2 separate regions of the Hordeum vulgare genome follow, and region 2 is linked to region 1. The links are chromatin contacts, called in public Hi-C maps. All regions are on one chromosome and are shown on one strand. Each heading gives the region's core, a stretch centred on a gene start, on an enhancer-like site or on the middle of the called end of the contact. The rest is flanking DNA. Distances are from core to core; before and after follow the strand shown.

The links. Hi-C and Micro-C count contacts between places; a contact is called where the count stands out from the background.
Region 2: a Hi-C map of seedling shows a contact between it and region 1, with 5 times the contacts expected there. The contact joins the promoter of LOC123411621 here to the promoter of LOC123409984 in region 1. A contact is called at or near these places in 4 of 6 Hi-C or Micro-C datasets (leaf, seedling and an unstated tissue) and 1 of 1 datasets of contacts at active chromatin or transcription factors (embryo).

The regions. Positions count from the first base shown.
Region 1 is chr7H:212,287,903-212,294,169 of MorexV3_pseudomolecules_assembly, reverse strand. LOC123409984 reads right to left here and starts at 4,174. Exons shown (of 7, transcript XM_045102851.1): 1 at 3,693-4,174; 2 at 1,695-3,175; 3 at 1,343-1,600; 4 at 952-1,032; 5 at 155-311; 6 at 1-72. The coding sequence starts at 2,834. It overlaps LOC123409985 (pyruvate dehydrogenase E1 component subunit beta-1, mitochondrial), which reads right to left. Exons shown (of 14, transcript XM_045102852.1): 14 at 5,873-6,195. The coding sequence ends at 6,127.
Region 2 is chr7H:212,787,452-212,793,161 of MorexV3_pseudomolecules_assembly, reverse strand. It overlaps LOC123411621 (zinc finger protein CONSTANS-LIKE 14-like), which reads left to right and starts at 4,092. Exons shown (of 4, transcript XM_045104586.1): 1 at 4,092-5,139. The coding sequence starts at 4,297.

The DNA.
Region 1 (6,267 bases), core at 2,925-5,424:
AGTAACATTTCGTGTTTGCTCGTCTCTTTCCTGATTCATCAGTTGAGTTGCATGTCCGTCCCTGCCCGCAGTCTGCAAAGACAAAAGAATGATCAGAGACTGAACATATATAATCTGGATTCAACTCTTATTATCAGGCTACCAGCTCCATTACATTCCAAGCATAGAGTTCCTCGTTGTGCAAGTTCACTTCCACATGAGACACACTGAGCTTTCGGGCCAACATTTGTGTCACTGGTCTTGCTTTCTTCTTTCACTATATTAGAGGGAGAAACAGTGGGAGACAGAGTGACCTTTTGCCGCATGAACGTCTGTCTCATTATACACAAGGGAAATAAGATAAGATAAGGGATAGAGAAAACAAAAGGTGGTTAATGTGATTATATAGACTAAATCCTTTGGGGGGAAAGGAAAATATTTCTCTGCGCATGCCATGGTACTCTTCAAGTTAAGGTATGCACTAAATGATGAATTACCTGTGCTGTGTCCTGATCTCAAACTTAGGCAACCCACTTAGTTTTTTTTAGGGGAAAAGGAAGAGAGAGAGATTTACTCAGGACGTAAGTTGTCCATACAGACTATATGGTCAAAACCAGGTGGGTCACTTGCTAAACACTAAAAGTCTCCATGTACTCTAGCATGTCATGCCGGCTTGTAGGCTGCCTTATTTCTCCCTCTTTCAATCTTCCTCACTTCCTTAGGCAGCCCGCTTGGTTATAGATATAGTGATTAAGTGATAACATGAAACATGAGGACACACTATGTGCATGATTCCTTAGGTGTAAGGCTAAAAGCTAAGGGGAAAAGTTATAGCTTGAAGTTGCAACTTGCAAGCAAGTAAGGACTAGTACATATAAAGCACATTTGTGTTTTGGGGCCAATATCAGAATAACCTTTAGTTTTCTTCAATATATAAAGGATAAGTAGTCAACTAGTCGTAATATTTTGTACCTTGGTTCCAGACGGCATGTCAGTTAAGTCGTAGTTGCAGAAGAATGTATGGAGTGGGGTCTTCTCAGGGTTGCTCACAACCTGATGAGGCAATTGTTTAACTCAAGATGGGAGCGCATACAACAACTCAATACAATTTCAAATAGTAGCTTAAATATGCATACAAATACACCAGGTGCTGCGAGAAAAGGAAACCTAGCCATTTGAAACAGGTCAAGAAAGTATACAGAGTTGTTTGTTGAAGCAAAAGCAATGACATATATGTATCTTCATTATTATAAAGCTAACTAGATAGAGAAAAGATGGGGTGGTTAATATAGACAAAGTATTTGCAACACAAAATGCACAAGAACAAATATGATCATGAGCTAAGGGTCAAGCAATTCAGTACCAGTTGTATGCGCCCCTTAGCAGGGATGCGTAAGCGACTCTTTGCTGATCTTGAATCATTGTTACTAAGGCTTCTTTGGAGTTTTGGGCTATTGTTGTTGGTTGCACTTGTGGACAATCTACCAGCAAGATCAATAGAAGAATAGTACAATAAGGAGCTATCCTCGTCGATACTTGCTACTGCAAATGGAAGTTTCTGAGTTGGGGGAGAGAAGCTACCACCAACAATATTCAGGACAGCTAAGAAACCATCAATTGTCTGCATCCACAGGAGAATTAAGGAATCAAATTCAACAGTCAATACCCTGGAATTGTAGTATATACTAGATGATAAACAGAAATAAATACTAGACCTGATTATCTTTTCCATAAGAAAGTCGGCCAGACAAAAGGGATTCCTCAAAGGAGACAACTAGTGACCTCCTTGCAGGGAGACTCAAACTCCGTCCATAACCAAGTCCATAACCAACTCGCGGAGACGTAGGTGAAGATTCAGAACCCCAGTTTTGATATCTTCTACATGAACTTCTCTTAGGGGTCATAGTATCATATTCATCATGTAATCTGTCAGTTTCCTCTAACACATCTAGCATCCTAATTCCATCAAATCCTCCCTGTTCCTTCAAATCTAGGAAATCATTTTCAATGTCTTTCATTACATGCCTTGGAGATTCTGTAGTCTTGACTTTATGAATGCGTCTAGGGCTGAGAGGAGATAATGAGAGTGGAGAGTGTGCTAATTTTGCACTGGCAGCTAGATGATCATAATAGGATAATGACTCCTTGTTCCCAAGTAAAGGGCCATCAGTGAAATGATTAGAATTAATCCTATTGACATCAAATTCTGAAGTCCGACTGGACCATCTAGGGGTCGGACATGCCTGTGACTCAAAACAACTGAGGCTTCCGGTGTTTACCATTTTATTACCTGGCTCGGAATGCTGAAACCTAGCATCAGCAGAAGCAATATTCAGTAAATCACCATGGAACTTTCTAGAGAGCACATTTTTCAATGGAGACAGCAGTCTTTTCCTTGCCTGAAGTTCATGCTGATCAAATGGTGAACCACAATTATGACTGGCCACAGATGGACAGATTGTATCCAATTGTGCTGTATCAGGACCTCCAATACAGTTTGATTCAAAGCCCACAATCCTTGTTGTCGGCATATGGACAGCAGGCTGCTGCAATTTTTGAGAAGATCTAGAATTTGCATCTCTAAAATCATCAATTCTGAATCCTTGGAAGTCTGCGGGTCCATCAAACGCATGGCTGTCTCTAAAATACCCGTTTGATTCATCTGGGGAACCTGATGCAGTCTGTCTAGTGAAATTGCCAATCGATCGATATGAAACCTTGCCATTTGAGCATTCTCGAGGAAGCCCATCCAAATCGCAGGCACCAACACCGTTGATACGTGAGGGGCTTGACACAGGCGTCCTCGATCCTGTAGAAACATCCTCCTTGACTGAAGAAACTTGGGGTAAACCCATGGCAACCAATCTCTGATACTCAGCGAGAAGGAAGACCCCCAATTTGTAATTGCTACTGCGGTACACCTATCCAGTTCCTTTCAACGGCCCTCTTAGTATCTTGCCATTTCAGTGTCCAAATCAATGCATAGACAAACCATCAATTGGAACCAATCACCACCGGAAGGGCAGAACCACACCAGCATTTCCGACTCGGACCCATTGGAAGCAAGGTTACCATCTTGCCACTACTAATCATGCCCCCCTGGCTACCACGGCAACTGGAGATGACACATAACTTGGAGCCTGAGCAAGCAACCAGGGACCTAGGACGAACCATGCGAGGAGATCACCTCACAGCCCTGCAGAAACGAATCGAAGAGCATTGATTAGAGGCTCAATTGATCCTATCACATGACTAAACCCACGAATAGAAGGGAGTTCAATTAATCCCACTACATGACCAAGATAAGCTCAATCAATACTACCTGACGGTTACTATATTTAGCTCTCAGGAGAAACAAAGTAGTCAGTTTCTACAGCTTCCGCCTAATGCATAGAAATAGCAAGTTCCCAACCAATGATTGCGCATCCATCACAATGCTATCTACTCCACTCCATACTGCCCAAACAAGGCGCAAATGAAGACGCGGTCAGCCAATCGCCGAGCAAACAGGCGTGCATGGGCTAAACCTCGAAACTACCGAAATCGGGAGCACGGAAGCGGCCGAAATCCGGAGCACGAGAGGCCCAAATTTGGGGGCGGATTGCGGAACCGTCACCGATCGAAATGGAGCAGCAAATTTCCCACCGATAAACGGGCAGAGCCCACCGCAGCAACGGGAATCGCAGAAATACAAGCCGGCGACAAAGGGGTACCTGCATATCCATCCATGGATTAATCAGCAGCGGAACGGCCCGCGCCGCCGAATCGAATCGGGGTCCTCCGAGATTGACGGCCGCTTCGATCCGATTCCGTCCACCGGGAACCAACCCGCGCCTCAATCGCTCCGGGCGGTTTCCGCCGGGCTCTCGACGTCCACCTCCGCCGAACCTTCTCCTCTTGTGGCTGCTCTTCTTCTCTCCCCTCCCCTCTCTCTCCTGCTGCTCGCTCCAATGGTGGTGGGTATGTATATAATTCCGGAAGCAACAAACCAAGGGTCCTTGATTAGGCGCTAGAAATGATATTTTCTGGAGGGGATACGCTGGGCTGAGTTAGTAGCAGCGGCAGCATCTGGATGTTTCCAATCAGCTCGGCTGTTTTGGTTTCGCTTTTGTTCTCGCTCGGTTGCTTCTTTTTTCTTTCAGAAGAAGAAGAGTGGATAGATAAAATGTTCTCGCGTCTTCCCACTTTTTTGTGGCTTATGCTTCTAACGTTCTGGCCCCTCACGTCTTGCAGATTCCGTTTTCTCAGAATCGTCTGGCGGTTGAGCTCAGCGGCGGTGGTTACTGTACCGACTTGTGTAACAAATTCTGTTGCTGCCCATACTACATTTTCCTTTTCTTTTGAGAAATAGTCCTGCATAGAGCTATTACAAAAGTTTGCCCAAGTATTACAAAACAAACCAAAAATAACAAAGCAAATCAACCCGTGGTTGGATGGTTAGGAGGACTGACGGAGCTAGAAAAATAGTTTGACGGGATCATGTACATGGCATTGGGTTCATCTTTCTAAAAATGTTACTTCTTCCATTTTTGAATATAAGTCTTTAAAAAAAATAGTAAAAAACTACATACGGATGTATATAAACATATATTAGAGTGTAGATTCATTTATTTTGCTCCGTGTGTAGTTTTCTAGTAAAAACTTTAAAAAAAATTATATTTACAAACGAAGAAAGTAATGATACAAGTACTAAACTAGTGAAGGATTTTCAAATTTCAGCTGACCCCAATGCCTATAAGGCAGCTCCATCCCTGCCTATAAAGAGTTAAAGACTAGTGCCATGGAGCCGTAGTACTCGCTGTTGAATCCTTAAACCGTTCTGAAGTGCCTGACATCAAATTTCGTCATTGCGAGAAGTAATTGTAAGCTCGCCGTCCTAAGAAAGCGGTAGAAACCTATGACAAGAATGTTTTTGACGGACAATATCGAGGAGAATCGAAACCCCGCACACGAAATAATTCTTTTGAACGGCCTACTTGTAGTTTGACAGAAGAAAAAGCAGACTATTCAAAACGGTGGACTTGGCCCACTGCTTGGGCGGCTAAGATCCGTACGTTCTACTTTGGCATATCAAATCTAAGACCGATCCGACTGAGAACCTGGTCCATTTCTTCCCAATGACACTCCCCTGTCCATGATTCATCATCTTTCTCTCGCTTCCTTCCTTTTCCTTTCCTCAGAACAGCTTTCTGGTAGTACCAGTGCACGCAAAAAAAAAAAGGGTACCTGAGCAATGGACTATTCATTGGATGATATAAGAATCTTTTACAGTACCGTGCAATAGAAGGCTCAATGGATCAAAGTAATGTTGAACACGACAGAAGATGACACTTGAGATTTGAATCGTGGCACAGGATTGTCCACTAGCGGAAACAGCGGCCAAAAGGGGGTGTGGATTGGGGACGAGAGAGAGAGAGAGCGGGCGTCTGATCCACAGCACCACCCACCAATGATGGGCTAGCGGGAATGATATTATCTAGAGATTAGACAAAGCAACGGTCGATCGCTATCTCATACGTGTGCCACAAATTCGGTAGTTTCCAGCGGAAGAATCATGCTCCATGATGAGGCCACAACGGCACAGCATGCAAGTTGCTTGGCATGTGGTGGAGCTCTCCTTTACGGGGCTCCGCTCCACCTGTTGCTTTCCGCGGATATACTATACCTGACAAGACTGTAGAATCAGCAACCCAGCCCTGACACATCATGAGCGACATCTAGGCGTCGGCCACAGGTGTCAATCTCTGAATCTCAGACTCAAGTATTGCCTACACGTGTGACTTCACCAGCATCCGCCACGGGAAGCATTTCAATGTTTCAGCTTTTTCTCTGGGATACTGATCGCACGAACGGATCGGCCTAAGCCAGAGCAAAATCGTGTGAACGCCTGTAATTCAGTTACATACATGTTATTGAGACATCCCTCAAATGTAAACCTCCAGAAGTTGCATGATTCAAATGTCTAGGGATGAACCATCAACTGGATGCAGCCATCCGACTGCCGCCGACAGATCGGAATCAACAATGCAGCATGCAGATCTACAAAATTAGCTCACACGAGTTGGAGGATACAATTATGCGATTCGGTACATCTTTTCTGGACAAGGAACAAAGAAGAAGGCCGAGAAACAAAACATGCATTTGTGCTTAGGCGGTTGCCGCCATTGATGATGATCTGTAGCAAGCTCGCTTTGCTGCGCGGACAATGTCCTCAACCTGCAAGCATGTCAAAAACGTTAGTAGGCATGAACCTGCGGACTAGGTGAATACTTCAACCTACGTCTAATG
Region 2 (5,710 bases), core at 2,843-5,342, 500 kb before region 1:
ATGAAGACTCATTTACATGTGTGGATACATAGACAAAACACCATCCCTAGCATGCCTCTAGTTGGCTAGCCAGTTGATCGATGATAGTCAGTGTCTTCTGATTATGAACAAGGTGTTGTTGCTTGATAACTGGATCACGTCATTGGGAGAATCACGTGATGGACTAGACCCAAACTAATAGACGTAGCATGTTGATCGTGTCATTTTGTTGCTACTGTTTTCTGCGTGTCAAGTATTTATTCCTATGACCATGAGATCATATAACTCACTGACACCGGAGGAATGCTTTGTGTGTATCAAACGTCGCAACGTAACTGGGTGACTATAAAGATGCTCTACAGGTATCTCCGAAGGTGTTGGTTGAGTTAGTATGGATCAAGACTGGGATTTGTCACTCCGTGTGACGGAGAGGTATCTCGGGGCCCACTCGGTAATACAACATCACACACAAGCCTTGCAAGCAATGTAACTTAGTGTAAGTTGCGGGATCTTGTATTACGGAACGAGTAAAGAGACTTGCCGGTAAACGAGATTGAAATAGGTATGCAGATACTCACGATCGAATCTCGGGCAAGTAACATACCGAAGGACAAAGGGAATGACATACGGGATTATACGAATCCTTGGCACTGAGGTTCAAACGATAAGATCTTCGTAGAATATGTAGGATCCAATATGGGCATCCAGGTCCCGCTATTGGATATTGACCGAGGTGTCTCTCGGGTCATGTCTACATAGTTCTCGAACCCGCAGGGTCTGCACACTTAAGGTTCGACGTTGTTTTATGCGTATTTGAGTTATATGGTTGGTTACCGAATGTTGTTCGGAGTCCCGGATGAGATCACGAACGTCACGAGGGTTTCCGGAATGGTCCGGAAACGAAGATTGATATATAGGATGACCTCATTTGATTACCGGAAGGTTTTCGGAGTTACCGGGAATGTACCGGGAATGACGAATGGGTTCCGGGAGTTCACCGGGGGGGGGGGGGGGGCAACCCACCCCGGGGAAGCCCATAGGCCTTTGGGGAGACACACCAGCCCTTAGTGGGCTGGTGGGACAGCCCACAAGTGCCCTATGTGCCAAGGAGAAGAAAATCAAGAGAGAAAGAAAAAAAAAAGGAGGAGGTGGGAAGGAAGGGGGACTCCCTCCCACCAAACCTAGTCCAACTCGGTTTGGGGGGGGGAGAGTCCTCCCCCTTGGACTCGGCCGACCCCCTTGGGGCTCCTTGAGCCCCATGCAAGGCCCCCTCCCTCCCACCTATATATACGGAGGTTTTAGGGCTGATTTGAGACGACTTTTCCACGGCAGCCCGACCACATACCTCCACGGTTTTTCCCTCTAGATCGCGTTTCTGCGGAGCTCGGGCGGAGCCCTGCTGAGACAAGGTCATCACCAACCTCCGGAGCGCCGTCACGCTGCCGGAGAACTCTTCTACCTCTTCGTCTCTCTTGCTGGATCAAGAAGGCCGAGATCATCGTCGAGCTGTACGTGTGCTGAACGCGGAGGTGCCGTCCGTTCGGTACTAGATCGTGGGACTGATCGCGGGATTGTTCGCGGGGCGGATCGAGGGACGTGAGGACGTTCTACTACATCAACCGCGTTATCTAACGCTTCTGCTGTACGGTCTACAAGGGTACGTAGATCACTCACCCCCTCTCGTAGATGGACATCACCATGATAGGTCTTCGTGCGCGTAGGAAATTTTTTGTTTCCCATGCGACGTTTCCCAACAGATCATGCGCATTAGATGTCATTGATAACGGGATCACATCATTGGGAGAATGATGTGATGGACAAGGCCCAATCCTAAGCATAGCACTAGATCGTATTGTTCGTATGTTAAAGCTTTTCTAATGTCAAGTGTCTTTTCCTTCGACCATGAGATTGTGCAACTCCCGGATACCGTAGGAGTGCTTTGGGTGTATCAAACGTCACAACGTAACTGGGTGACTATAAAGGTGCACTACGGGTACCTCTGAAAGTGTCTGTTGTGTTGGTACGAATCGAGATCGGGATTTGTCACTCCGTGTGACGGAGAGGTATCTCTGGGCCCACTCGGTAGAACATCATCACGAGCTCAATGTGACTAAGGAGTTAGTCATAGGATGACGTGCTACGAAACGAGTAAAGAGACTTACCGGTAACGAGATTGAACAAGGTATAGGCATACCGACGATCGAATCTCGGGCAAGTTCTATACCGACAGACAAAGGGAATTGTATATGCGATTGATTGAATCCTTGACATCGTGGTTCATCCGATGAGATCATCGTGGAACATGTGGGAGCCACCATGAGTATCCAGATCCCGTTGATGGTTATTGGCCGGAGAGTGTCTCGGTCATGTCTGCATGCCTCCCGAACCCGTAGGGTCTACACACTTAAGGTTCAATGACGCTAGGGTTATAGGGAATTGTTATACGAGGTTACCGAAGGATGTTCGGAGTCTCGGATGAGATCCCGGACGTCACGAGGAGCTCCGGAATGGTCCGGAGGTAAAGATTGATATATAGGATGGATGGGTATGGACGCCGGAAATGTTTCGGGCACCACCGACAAAGTGTCGGGACCACCAGAAGGGTTCCGGAGGCCCACCGGGAGGGGCCACAAGCCCCGGAGGGCTACATGGGCCAAGTGCGGGAGGGAACCAGCCCCTAGGTGGGCTGGTGTGCCCCCCACACCCAGCCCATGCGCACCAGAGAGGGAGGGAGGGGAAACCCTAGGCGTTGGTGGGCCTAAGGCCCACCTAGGGGTGCGCCCCCCCTCTCCCTGCCCTGGCCGCCGCCCCTCTCCCATCTAGGCAGCCGCACCACCTAGGGTGGGAACCCTAGGGGTGGCGCACCCCCTCCCCTCCTCCTATATATAGGGAGGGTTTTGGGGCTGTTTTGCACATAGTTTTCCCTCTCCTCGGCGCAGCCCTGCTCCTCCTTCCTCCTCTCCTACGGTGCTTGGCGAAGCCGTGCCGGGAGAGCTCGTCTCTCCATCGACACCATGCTGCCGTGCTGCCGGAGATCTTCCCCAACCTCTCCCTCCTCTTTGCTGGATCAAGGTGCGGGAGACGTCACCGAGCTGCACGTGTGTTGAACGCGGAGGTGCCGTGGTTCGGCACTAGATCGGAATCACACCGCGATCTGAATCGCCGCGAGTACGACTCCATCAACCGCGTTCTAGCAACGCTTCCGCTTAGGGATCTTCAAAGGTACGAAGATGCACTCACCCCTCTCTCGTTGCACGTCTCTCCATAGAAAGATCTGAACATGGCGTAGGAAAATTTTGAATTTATGCTACATTATCCAACACCTATCCCTATAAACACTTTTGAGAGACTGGACCAACATATTGTCTTGAAATTTATGAAGTCATCGTAAACACCTCGTCGTTGAGAGGAACCTCTTCTTCCACTGAATGCGCATCGTCGAAAATCCTGAAATAAGTTTAGAAATAAATGCGAGCAAGACTTGAACCCCGGTGACTTGATGGGCTGAGCATACCACAATCCGTCGAACCATCCAATCAGAGATTGATTCATATTTCTAATTAAGAGATGATCTCTTAGCAAAAATGCACATATTTAGAAATATCAAAATATTAAAGATAAGACTAGAAAACTACTCCCTTTGTCTTCTTATAAGTGTCCCAAGTTTAATATAATTTTATACAAAAATTAGTACTCTCTTCGTCCAAAAATACTTGTTAGAGAAATCGATGTATCTAGATGTATTTTAGTTCTAAATACATTTATTCCTATTTATTTTTATAACAACTAATTTCGAACAGAGAAAATATAAAATTAAGACAGTTATTTGAGACTAAGGAAGCCTATTATGCATGAACTTTTTGTCTTATTTTAGTTACATGCCCTAATTTGTACGGGAGTCCTAATCCTTTCCACCGCATCGGGACCCGCTGCCCATGCCCCACCGTGTCAGCCTCCCAGCCCCCTCGCACTCAGCCCACCACCTCAGCGAGCTCCGCTAGATATTTTCCGACATGGCGAGCTCACTGCCCAACCGGTCCCACGTCCTCGGCCCCGCCACCTCAGCGAAATCATAGCGCGGCACGTGGAAAGAGAAGGCCGCGCCCGGCCTCGCTGTTGGGCATGGCGCACGGGATCGGTCCTCTCCCTCGCTTTCTCCCGTACCCTCGCAGTCGCAGCCTCGTTTCGGATTGCATTTGCATAAGCTAAGCGCGCGGCGATAAGAAGCGGCAGAACCCTCTCGCTCTCCCGCCGTTTGACCCGCCTCCCTCCGGCATCGCGGGGTTCTCTGCTCGGGTTGCTTGCTGGGCGCTGGACATGAAGGACGGAGGGGCGAGGCAGCACTGGCCGTGCGACTACTGCGGGGAGGCGGCGGCGGCGCTGCACTGCCGCGCGGACGCGGCGCGGCTCTGCGTGGCGTGCGACCGCCACGTGCACGCCGCCAACGCGCTCTCCCGGAAGCACGTGCGCGCGCCGCTCTGCGCCGGGTGCGCGGCCCGCCCGGCCGCGGCGCGCGTGGCGGCTGGGGGAGGCGAGCCGGCGTTCCTCTGCGTGGACTGCGACGGCGGGTGCGAAGGCGCGGCGCGCGTGCCCGTGGAGGGGTTCGCGGGCTGCCCCGCGGCGGCCGAGCTCGCCGCGTCGTGGGGCGTCGACCTCCTCCCTGGCGGCGGTGGCGCCGCCGCGTTCGGTTGCGGCCTCGGCACTGGCGCCGGCCAGGAGGATGAGGACGCCTTCTTCTTCTCGTCCTTGGACTACTCCATGCTGGTTGACCCCGAGATGCGCGACCTCTACGTGCCCTGCAACCCGCCGGAGGTGGCTGTCTCGGCAGGCGGCGGTCGGCCCCTCAAGGGGGAAGCGCTGTGCGACCAGCTCGCGGAGATGGCGCGGCGAGAGACGGACACGTCGCAGCCGCAGGGGTACTCGGATCTGAGCCCCAGGACTCCTCGCCGGTCCTCCGCCGGGTCTAGCGGGCGCTTGCCTGACAAGCAGCCTCCCCCGCCGCTGCCTCCTGCTCCAGAGGTGCCGTGTCCGTACACGTCCCTGCTGATGATGCCGTCAGCCCACTGCGCCGAGCTTGTCGGCAACGACCGGCTCCCTGATGACGACGAAGAACAACTTCGATGGGAGTTCGCCCCACCCTCATCAGTGCCACCCACCCAGGTAAAAAACATGAGAATAATACTATTGTGCAAACAAATAAATCAATTGTGGGTATTCACTATTCAGACAATTCACATGTAATTGTATTACTAATCAAATGTTTTGTGCGTGTCTTTATGAGTGTCTAAATTAGTTGCATTGCCTTCAGGTAGCCGCATCGTGCTAGCCCGACACACATTAACATCACATGTTTTCTGGGAATGCATTAACACTACACGGTCACGAGAAATGTTCTGATCTTAATTTCCTGAGCAAACAACAATAGATCATCAAACAAGTTTGTTGAAGGCTACATGGTCGCTGCCACTTTGTGCAGTTCCCGGTTAATCCATTGATCAATCAGATCATGGAATGCAATCATGATCTCTGGTCATAGGTCATGGAAAACCTATTTGGCTTTCAGATGAATAATAAGGTGCCAGTTCCAAAGTCATCAGAGTTTAGTTTCCATTCCTTTGTACGTGACTCCTGTGGTTCTCAGGGACTATCCAGCTCTAGTTTTGCCCTAGATTTTGTCAGCCAGACAAGTGATTGGTTTCACTTGTTTTGAGTAGAATTTTTTTTACACTTT